Linked DNA regions of Sus scrofa: all the other regions are linked to region 3. The links are chromatin contacts, called in public Hi-C and promoter capture Hi-C maps. All regions are on one chromosome and are shown on one strand. Each heading gives the region's core, a stretch centred on a gene start, on an enhancer-like site or on the middle of the called end of the contact. The rest is flanking DNA. Distances are from core to core; before and after follow the strand shown. Region 1 holds the start of WNK1 (serine/threonine-protein kinase WNK1). Region 2 holds the start of RAD52 (RAD52 homolog, DNA repair protein). Region 3 holds the start of CCDC77 (coiled-coil domain-containing protein 77).

Region 1 (3,419 bases), core at 649-3,148, 280 kb before region 3:
AAAACCTCCTAGAGATTAAAAAAGGAAGCCTTGTGACTCCTTGGGATTCTTGGGAAAGTTTGGCTTAAAAACCTTTCACAAGATTAAAACAATGATAATAACATTACTACTGTCAAAACACATTATACAATTTACACAGGCTCCTGTACTGTTCACAGTATAGGGAATAGGCTGCAGGCATACTTTAGATTTAATTACCAATGTCAGGTCACTGCTAGCTTCTACAAGGTTTAAGCATCATTAGGTAGAACAATATCAAACACTTATTGTACATTTCTAGTCACAAATTATTTACCCAAAGAAGAAATACCTTTTAATAGTTTATTAGATTCCTGTGTGACCACGAACTAAGATACATCCAAAGGAAGGTCATTCGTGAACAAGGTCTTTCTTAAAAACACAGCCTGATCTCACAGATGGAAACACGCGCCTAACACATCAGCAGCTCATCATTGCAGACCTCCTGATGAGTAGAAGGCAAGAAGGCTGTGCTTAATCTAACTCAAAAACTTCCCCACTAACTTCAAGTTTCCTGCCAGACACTAAAACAATAACGAGTAAGCAAGACATTTGTACCAGGATGCCTTTCACCACTCCTTCCCTAGAAGCAAATCGCACTAGCTACAGCCACTAACTCCTATTCTATCCAAACACCTAGGTGCAAGCCCCAAATTCTGGTTTCTACCTCTTTTCAAAAGTTGGCCTCCCACCACACTCGACTTGGAGCGAACAGTTAGAGAAAGACATGCCAAGGGTGAACTCTAGAAACTGGTCGAACTGAGCCAAATCTGGGATCCAAACCACCGTAAAATAAAGAAGTAGCTCGTGTATACCTGCAGTTCACACCAAGCGACCTCCACCGTAGTTTCGGTGTCCAGACCTTTATAGACCGTCTTAAAGGAGCCCCTGCCAATTTCGATGTCAAACTTGAGAAAGCGGCCATCATTGGACATGCCCACTGCCTTGGTCTCCAGCTCTTCGATGTCATCCTGCTGCTGGCTCCGCTCCTCTTGCGGCTCCTTGGCGCTGCCGCCGCCGCTGCCGCTTCTCGCCGACGGGGGCTCCTCTTTGCTCCCCGCTTGGCTGGGCTGGGCAACCTGACGGTCTCGGCTGGCGCTGCCCGGGGCCGAGGCGGCGGCCGGGACTGCGGCGGCCGGCTCCCCTGGGGTGGCGGCGGCTGGCGGCTGCTGGGCCACATGGGCGACAGCGGGGGTCAGAGTCTCCTCGCGGTGGGGCTCCGGGGGGCTCCTCTGCTGGGCCACCGCGGCGGCGCCGGGCTGGGGCAGTGGGAGGGGGAGGCCGGGCAGCTCCAACGCCGTGGCGTTAGAGTCGCAGATGACGCTACGGCGGAAGAAGCGGTGCTCGGTGGTGGTGGTCGCGGCCGCCCCCCGGCTGTCCTTGTCCATGGTGTGGCGGCGACGCCGGTACTCCTCCGTCCTGCCGGCTCCGGCGTCCGCTGCCGCGGCGCCCAGCTTCTCCCCCACCGAGGAGTCCGAGCTAGAGCCATTCTTGGGGGCAGGCGCTGGCGGCGAAAGGAACAGGGAGCCCGGCGGGCTGCTCTGCTGATCGGCCCCGCCGCCAGACATGGTAGGAGTGGGAGCGAGGCAGGCGGCTCTAATTTGGATAGAAGCGGGCCGCTGTGGGCCGACGGCCCCTCACTCGGCACTGACTCGGCGGTCCGAGCGGGAGGCGGGGCAGCGGGCCGGGCTGCGGAGGCCGCTGCGGCTGTCGAAACGGGCTGCTCGGGGGCGGTGGCGGGGCGGAGGCACGGGGGCTGGCGCCTCACCGCCCGCACCCATCGTGCGGCAAGCGGCGGCCGAGCGGACGGGAGCGGCAGCTGCGCGCAGTCATGGGTGCAGCGCGGGAGCCCGCACCGAGTCCAGGCGGGGGCGGCACTGGCTCCCCGCCGCCGTGGCCCGGCCGGGCGGGTTGGGCCCTGAGGCCGGCAGCTGCGCGCGGACCCCCGAACGGCGGCCGCTCAGGCGCGGAGGCGGGGGAGGCCGCGCCGGGGCTCGCGGCCAGGCGGGCGGCCGCTCCTCCTCCCCGCCAAACTCCTGGACGGCCTCACAGGCCACCCATCGCCCGACGCGAGGGGCAGACGCGCGACGCGGAGGAGCAGAGGAGCTGCCCCCGGCCCCGGGCCTCGCCGCCCGCCGCGGGCCCGGCGGACCCCGTCCCCTCCGGGCCGGGGCCGGGGGCTAATAGAGGGAGGGCCGGTGGGGAAGGGCCCGAACCGCTGCTCCTCCGGGCCGAGGAGGGCAGGGAGGAGGAAGGGCAGTCACCCCGTCAGGAGCTTCTGTCACGGAGACGGTGCAGAGAGGCCGAAGGAGAAGAGCCGCGTCCGCCAGGGAAACTCCGCGCTAAATGGCGCCGGGAGTCTAAAACCTCCACACAGCCCGCTCCGGCCCCGCCCCCCAGCGCCCGGAGCGCCCCACCCCCACCCGCTGGCGGGGCTCTCGCGCAGGCGTGCTGTCCCGAGGCCCCTTGGGACTTGTAGTTGACGCGTTGAGGAATGAAAGGGACGGAGGAGGAAGGCGCCTACGACTCCCGTGTCGCCCTGCGGTTACTTAGCCTGATGCCCGACGGGAACTGTAGTTCCTTTTGAAACCGCCCCTTCTGGAAGGTGGGTGGGAGCGTCACCGTGGGTCGCTAAGCCCCATCCCTCAGTCGGCACCAGCTAGGGAAATCATGACTTAGGCATTAATTGTGGAATGAGAGAAGGGAGAAGAAAAGGAAAGGGAGGCAGGACGAGGGGAGAGGCTCCCATCATGCTCTGCTGAGGCGAGAGCGAGCTCTTGGTGTTGCCGTGGCTGGAATATGGGCTGCTTCTGTGTAATGAGGAGCCGCGGCGGTGCTGAGACCCGGGTGTGGTGGAGAGCAGGGGGAGCCGGACCCCCTCCCTGGGCCACAAACTTTGTGCATCACACTGATTGGGTGCGTGGCAAGGAAGGAGACAGGGAGAATGATTGTGCGCCTACCTCCCATAGCACTTAAGGCCGCATCCTCGGCTCCAGCCCAGGACACACACTCTGGCTCTCAGTGTTGGGCTGCCCCAGTGTAGTCAAACGTCAAAGCGAACTCTGCCAGAAAAAAAAAGACTGTACGTGGAAAGGGGGGAAGGTGAGGTGGTAATGGACTCAAAAGACAAGGTCTGCGGATCTTTGCGTCTTTTACCACAAGCTTGAAAGAGCTGAATTGACTTGGACGAAACTTAAATGTCCAACTGTCTTTTGCTTGGTGCTTAATAAACCAGCATCCCTCTTTACTCTAAAGGTGCATGAATGTACACATGTAATCTATATCACGGCTTTGGATGTGGAGGAAATCTGCAGACTTGCGGCTTTCTCGAAAGCAATCCTTGGACTCGCCGGACCCCTTACTCCTCTCAGTTATTCAAGATGGTGCAGGTGATGAGCACC
Region 2 (3,456 bases), core at 506-3,005, 440 kb before region 3:
GCTGTGGTACAGGCCTGAGCGGCTACAGCTCCGATTGTATTCCTAGCCTGGGAACCGCCATATACCTCGGGTGTGGCCCTAAAAAGATAGATAAATAAATAAAATGGAAATGGTTGAAATTATATACTTATTTTAATATGTATACTTTTTAGTTTTATTAAAATTAAATCTTTTCATATTGTCTTTCTCCTTTTGTGAACTATATACACACTTGTTAATATTTCTTCAATTGTTAGAACTTTTTATATATTAATTCCATTCGAATACATGTTAGTATTTCCCTATTTTTCTTGTTTATTTTCTACTTCCAGAAACTAAGTAAATTGCATGTAGATAGCTACATTTATTCACCTTTTAAGATTAATTTATCAGCTTCTATAGTTAGAAAGCTTTTCTCCATTCTAAGGTTGGCTATTCATCTGCCTATTCTTTTATATGTACCTGCATACATTTAACATTTCTCACTCGAATTCAATTGTAATTGATTTCACTTCATTATTATTATTGTTTGGCTTTGCCCTCTGCATACAGAAGTTCTCACGCCAGGGCAGGGACACCGGATCCTTAACCCACCAGGGAACTCCAGTTGTAATTATTCTTATGCATATTTTGATAGGGACTCTAACCCAATCACTGTGTCCCAGCACCATCTGAAAGCAGCCATGCCTTTCTTTATCAAATGCACGGGAATCGTGAGCACCCCTCCAGGAAATGCCTGGTTACTGCGCAGAACCGCGGCGAGGGGGTCACCGGAACAACAATTTGAAAACGTCAGTAACTGAGTATGTTCAAGTTTTCCGCACTCAGCTTGGGGTTGTGATGCAACTGTTGTTGTTGTTTTTGCTTTTCAGGGCCACACCCGTGGCATATGGAGGTTCCCAAGCTAGGGATTACAAAGGAGCTGTAGCCACGGGCCTACGTCACAGCCGCAGCAACTCGGGATCTGAGCCGTGTCTGCGACCTACACCACAGCTCAGCGCAACGCCAGATCCTTAACCTACTGAGCGAGGCCAGGGATCGGACCCGCTTCCTCATGGATACTATTCGGATTAGGTTTCACTGAGCCACCATAGGAACTCCCGAGATGCGACTCCTTAGTCTCGCTACGAGCGCTGCTGCGGGATGTCCTGCCCACGGATCGCCGCCTCTAAGCATCTCCGTCTGTGCGGGCATCTGGGGACCTCGGGACCCGGCGATGGGGCGCTGCCCGGGCTGTTGAGCCTGGTCCCGGTACAGCTCTAATCTCCGCCATAGCGGCCTGGGGTACACGGAGCCGAGCTCCGCTCGGGAGGCCGGGCAGGAGCTCGCTGGTGGCCAGCAGAGACCACAGGGGCGCAGGGCGCGCAGGGGCCAAGCGCAGAGAGCCGCTGACACGGAAGTCAGCATCGCGCTGCCAAACAACTTGCTTTACGGCTCTCAACAGATGGCTCTGTTCCTCTACCCCGACCACAACTTGCGGCTCCTCCGCCCGTTCACAGCCGTGGTGCGGCACGCTCTCTTTGGACCGTCTTCCCAGGGTCTTCTGCGCGGCCGCGCCGCGTACCCTTCCGCGAGTACAGGTCTTCTCAGTTCATTCGCGTTAGACCTTCTTCCCACACCCCGGTCTGGTTTACCCTCGTTCTGACCTTCCTCCCAGGACTCTTTGCGCGGGAACCCAAAGTGTTCTTCCGCGCCACACGCCATTCTGGTTTTGGGTACTCCCGTTGGACCTTCCTCCCAGGGTCCTCTGCGCGGCCTGCTTTATCGCCCTTCTGCGAGTACGTCTCTCGCTCTCTCTCTCTCGCTCGCTCTCTCTCTCTCTCTCTCTCTCGCACTTTTTCCAGTTTCTCTGACGCCGTCATCACGCGTGTCCTTCCGCGCGTTCAAGTCGGCTCTCGCTCGGACCTTCTTCCCAGGGTCCTCTGCGCGGCCGTCCCGAGACCCCTTCTGCGCGTTCAGGGGGAACGGTGCGTGAGTGGGATCTCCGCCGGGTGGGAAGCTCGTCTCCCGGTCCCGGCTTAGTGGTACCGACCCGGGGCATGTGCTGAGGGGAGGGTGCCGTGGCCGTGGGCGGGGCGGGGCGGGGCGGGGCGGGGCGGGGTTGGGGCTGCGGTTACTTGCTGCCGGTTGACCGGGGCCGAGGGCGCGTAGACAGTTGTACTCCGGTGTGTAGAATTACCCACTTAGGGATTTGACAGTTCAGCGCGTATTCAGCGTTTCTAGACTTTTTTTTTTTTTAAATTGAGATAGAATTTATATATGATTAAAGTTGTTCATCCAAAGTGAACATTGAGTGGTCTTTATTGTATTCACAGAGTTGGGCGGCCGTTACCGTTATCTAACGCAGAACATTTTCATCACCTGGGAAAGAAGCCCGAGCTCATTAGCGGGCTCCTCATCCCCCTCCCCCAGCCCCACCAGTCTTCTTTCTGCCTCTGAATTTGCCAGATCTGGATGTTTTGCATAAGTGGGATCATGCAGTATGTGGCTTTTTGTGTCTGGCTCCTTCACTTGGCACTGTGTCCCCAAGGTTCATCCGAGCTGTGGCGCGTGTCCCGTACTCTCGTGGCCCAATAATAATCTTTCGTTGTCGGGATATACCATGTTTTGCTTCTTCATTAATTGATGGGCATTTGCGTTTTTGCACTTTTCGGCTTAATTTAAGGGCTCTTTCATCATAGAATTCAGCCCTAGGCACAAACAATGTAAAACTAAGTTCTTATCACATTTAACTCGGGTTGGATCAGGTATTTCATTGGCCCCAGGTCTGGTATCTTTCAGAAAAGGCTGGCTTTGTGAAGTCCTCTGTTCTCAGTGCATCGCTTACTAGACCATTGACTGTGGTGGTAACAAGCAGAGAAGCGTTTGTGTGCAGGTCCCATCGGAGATGCAGTCAGACCTGTCATCTAGTGATGGGAACTGAGTGGACTTGGAGACGAGTTTATGAAAAACGTAACAGCTGTGGGAGAGGTTTGATCTCATAAAACACCTAGCCTATTTTCATCATCTGTGAATTCTGTATTTGTGAATTGACTGGCTAAAACTTCTTTGTAGCCCCAAGCAGATGCTCCAATGCTCTGGCAGTGTGTGGAGTGTCCAGCAAGGCGTCCTCTGCCTTCTTGCTCATACTGTAAACCAGTGTCTTTGTTGTGGTATATTTGTTGCTGCATTTTGCACAGTTTTATGCTTTTTATTAGTGATTCCACTGGTGTTTTTTAAAAACGCTTTTTAAAAAGCTGAAAGAATGATTCTTTAAATTCTGTGGCGCTTTGCAATATTCAGAAGTTTCACACACGATTTCATGTAATTGGTTAACAATCCTCTTTGTCTCCCTACCCCTGTCTTCCCCTCCTTCCTTCCCTGTCCCCACAGATATAGTTTTTTTGTCTATATCTGTGAGTCTGCTTCTTTTTAAAAAATGTCTGTATATGTGTATCTTTTATGAAGTCACTGCTCAAATCTTTTGCCTATTTTAAA
Region 3 (3,902 bases), core at 250-2,749:
TCAGGATCTCCACATCTTCTTACCCACCCTACAACAATGGCTTAACTGTTCTATCCACCCCATTTTTCCCATGAACCATCTTCTAGAAAGATTCATACATTGCTCCTCATAGTCTAACGCACTAAATCAAACTCATCTTAAACATCGTGGCTTTTTATTTAAGGACCAAACCTATCTCTCCTACCTACTTCCCTCTACTCCCCTAATATATCTTTGGTTTCCAGACACCATTGCCTCCAGGCCTTTGCTCATGAGGTCCCTGCAGCTGGAACACAGTTCCTTCCACACTCACAATTTCACTAAACAAAATCCAATCTGCACATGAAAACTCAAATACTACCTCCTTCATCTCTTCTTTCAGTTTCTGTAAACAAAATGATCTAATTTCAGAAGAACTGCATTTGGGTTTTCTTATTTGTTTTTTGTCTTTTTAGGGCCACGCCAGATGCATATGGAGGCTTCCAGGCTAGGAGTGGAATCAGAGCTACAGCTGCTGGCCTACACCACAGCCTCAGCAACAACAGATCTGAGCTGTGTCTGCGACCTACACCACAGCTCACTGGCAACACTGTATCTTTAACCCACTGAGCCAGGCCAGGGATCAAACCTGCGTCTTCATGGATATTAGCCAGATTCATTTCCCCTGAGCCATGAGGGGAACTCCAAGAACTGAATTTGTAATTCTCCAAAAGTTAACACAGTACAGTTCTTTGTGCCTACCACCTCTCCTGTGATGGTGTATGTTCCCTTCACACAGGAACAATCTATCTCTGGAAAGAAAGATGCCCTTGTTCACAGAGAAATTACAGGGTTTTGGCTAACATCTACTCCTCTATCCCTGTGATATCCTTGTTCAAGTATGAATATTCATCTCTTGTCTACTTACAACTAACATCTGTTTAGCATTTGACATTTATTATCCTCTTTACCCCATTACTCTGTGAAGCAATTTTGTTACTCCTCTATTTCATTTTATTATTGTTATCATTATTATTATTTTGGCCGCGCCCCCGGCATGGGAAGTTCCCGGGCCAGAGATCAAACCCGTGCCACAGCAGTGACAACGCTGGATCCTTAACCCGATGAGCCACCAGGGAACTCCACCCCTCAACTTACAAACGGGAGTGAGGCTGGGATCGGCAGAGAGGTGGGGGACCGACATTCCGTACTCTTTTCCCCCAGGCGCTCCGTCTTGATCCCCAGTAGCGCCAAAACCCCACCCCTCCTGCAGATGCTAACTGTTCGCTCCGGCCCGGGCCTCCCGTGAACCCTTTCAAGCTCACACCCCTCTCCTTCGCACTACTCCCGCAGCTACTTCTCCTCACCCGGTTTTCCTCCCAAGTCCCCTTCGCTGATCCCAGAGTCCCGAAACCCGGAACTCTACTCACGCCTCACTGAGCCGCGGACAGCAAAAGCCCAACCGAAAAACTAGTCAAATCCGGAGGCGTCGCGGCGCCACGGAGCGGGCACGGACGCGTCCAATCGGCCGCAGGTTTACATGGCCCTCAGGATTGTACACCAATAGGAAAGCTAGTCCACATAGGCCCGCCCCCTTCCCGCCCTCCCTCGCGCGCCTTGCCCCGCAGAAGTCGCCGGGAAATGTAGTCTTCGACACCCAGCTCCCTCGGTGGAGAAGGTGACCGGGTTGCTACTCATGTAATCCCAGTAGTGGTGGTGTGATGTTCGGCGTCAGACACTCTAGTTCTGGCTCAGTTTAGGCTTACTCACATACTTTGTTTTCATGAAAAGTGATGCAGAAAGTCAGTGCTTAACTACAGGATTATTATGAGTGGCCATGAGCAAGCTTATCTCAAGAAGGTGAAGAGTCTAAGAAGATGGTTTCTCCTTCAATGCCCTGGTGGCTTCTGGATCAGTTTCTACAGAGGATTATGTATATAAATGCTGTTTTTATCAATAGCAGACACTACCTCCTTTTCCTGAGAGATGTGAGAAACTGTCTTTAATCATATTCGTTCAAAGACCAATTGCGGTCTCATCTTTGCAGAAAAGTGATTTGTAGAGGGAGGCGGAAAGGCATTTTAGTCTCAGAGCTGCAGCTACTTCTATGGAAGAGCGTAGACTCTTCGGTGATCTAAGACCTGAGGATGTTCAAAACAAACTTTCCATCTTATAAACCTACTTTTCTCCCCGCTTTGATTTTTCTGTTAGTTACATCACGATTTTCGCAGGTACTTTGACGCTAGTTTTTCTCTTTTGGCCCCTCCATTGATTTAAAACCAAATCATGGTGATCTCATCTTCCTCCTGGTTCTCAAATTTATATCTTCCTATTTATTTCCACTCTGGGTCTCATTACCCCTAACTTGGGCTACTTAAACAGGTTTCTAAATGGCATTTTTGCCTCAAATTTTTTCCTTCTCTTCCATTCTACAAAAGGCGATTTTTGTATGTTTTTTGTTTAAGCACACTCTGGACTGATCATATTGTTACCGACCTGGGTTCTTGGACTTTTTAATCAATAGAAATTGATGGGACCAAATGAAAAATTCAGGCAAGGCTTTATTGGGGCTCGAGCTGCAGCACAAGAAACAAAAACAAGTAAAAGGTTCTCTTTCTAGTTCCCTGAGGGAGGGTGAGCTGATACCTTATGAATCAGGATGGGACTTGGGTCCTGGGACCCAAGACCTTGGCTACAGTGGCTGCAGTGCATGAACCTGGACAAACATCTCTTTGAGGAACAAAATACAAAGAAACTATAAGATACTAAAAATAACTGCCATACATGCAGTTGGGGAAAATTATGGGCAAGAAGATTAAAAAAAAAAAAAACCTAAAATGCAACTGCCACTTCTATTTTTTTTCTTTTTTTGTCTTTTTAGAGCCACACCTGTGGCACATGGAGGTTCCCAAGCTAGGGGTTGAATTGGAGCTACAGCTGCCAGCCTACGCCACTGCGGCCTACACCACAGCTCACAGCAATGCTGGATCCCCAACCCACTGATTGAGGCCAGGGATTGAACCTGCATCCTCATGGATGCTAGTCAGATTCATTAACCACTGAGCCACAGTGGGAACTCCGCGGCTGTCACTTTTCAAGAGCCAAGAGCAAAATCAGGATGCTACGCCTGCTCCTGTGCACGCAGACCGCCAAAGTCACCCTCTGGCCCAACCCCTGCACCTGCTCCTACCTTTGCCCCATATGAGGAAGCAGCTCGCCCCACCTTATGGAGCAAGCAAGGGAAGCTGTTGTTCGTTTTCACTCCCCCCTGCTGTAGCAAGGACCTCAGTAAAACCTTGCCTGAATTTTACCTCTTACCAATTTCTTTTCGTTGTTTTTTTTTTTTTTTTTTTTTTTTTTGCTTTTTAGGACCGCACCTGCAGCATTTGGAGGTTCCCAGGCTATGGGTTGAATCGGAGCTGTAGCTGCTAGCCTACGCCACAACCACAGCAACATGGGATCCAAGCCGCATCTGCAACCTACACCACAGCTCATGGTAACACTGGATCTTTAACTCACAGAGAAAGGCCAGGGATGGAACCTGTTGTCCTCATGGATCTTAGTCAGACTCATTAATCACTGAGCCACAACAGGAACTCCCCCCTTACCAATTTCTATTCCTCTCTTGAAACCACTCCACATCAGATTGATAATTTTTAAAAATCACTCTGGCGGCAGAGGATCAATAAATAACCTGTGTTTAAAGATCTGGGAGGGAAGTTACCGTCGTGGCGCAGTGGAAACGAATCCAACTAGGAACAATGAGGCCACAGGTTCAATCCCCAGCCTCACACTGTGGGTTAAGGATCCAGTGTTGCTGTGAGCTGTGGGGTAGGTTGAAGACTCAGCTTGGATCTGGTGGTTGCTGTGGCTGTGGCGTAGCTCTGATTCAACCCCTAGCCTGGGAACCTCCATATGCTGTGGGTGTAGCCCTAAAAAAAAAA

What was found. Promoter capture Hi-C pulls out the DNA fragments that hold promoters and counts their contacts. Hi-C and Micro-C count contacts between places; a contact is called where the count stands out from the background.
Region 1: a promoter capture Hi-C map of liver shows a contact between it and region 3, with 3 times the contacts expected there. The contact joins the promoter of WNK1 here to the promoter of CCDC77 in region 3. A contact is called at or near these places in 1 of 5 promoter capture datasets (liver), 1 of 47 Hi-C or Micro-C datasets (heart right ventricle) and 1 of 2 datasets of contacts at active chromatin or transcription factors (skeletal muscle).
Region 2: a Hi-C map of liver shows a contact between it and region 3, with 4 times the contacts expected there. The contact joins the promoter of RAD52 here to the promoter of CCDC77 in region 3. A contact is called at or near these places in 1 of 5 promoter capture datasets (liver), 3 of 47 Hi-C or Micro-C datasets (liver and retroperitoneal adipose tissue) and 2 of 2 datasets of contacts at active chromatin or transcription factors (alveolar macrophages and skeletal muscle).

What each region holds. Positions count from the first base shown.
Region 1 is chr5:67,999,271-68,002,689 of Sscrofa11.1, reverse strand. WNK1 (serine/threonine-protein kinase WNK1) reads right to left here and starts at 1,898. Exons shown (of 29, transcript XM_013997884.2): 1 at 834-1,898. The coding sequence starts at 1,586.
Region 2 is chr5:68,165,947-68,169,402 of Sscrofa11.1, reverse strand. RAD52 (RAD52 homolog, DNA repair protein) reads left to right here and starts at 1,755. Exons shown (of 13, transcript NM_001123182.1): 1 at 1,755-1,946.
Region 3 is chr5:67,723,354-67,727,255 of Sscrofa11.1, reverse strand. CCDC77 (coiled-coil domain-containing protein 77) reads right to left here and starts at 1,499. Exons shown (of 12, transcript XM_021092489.1): 1 at 1,389-1,499.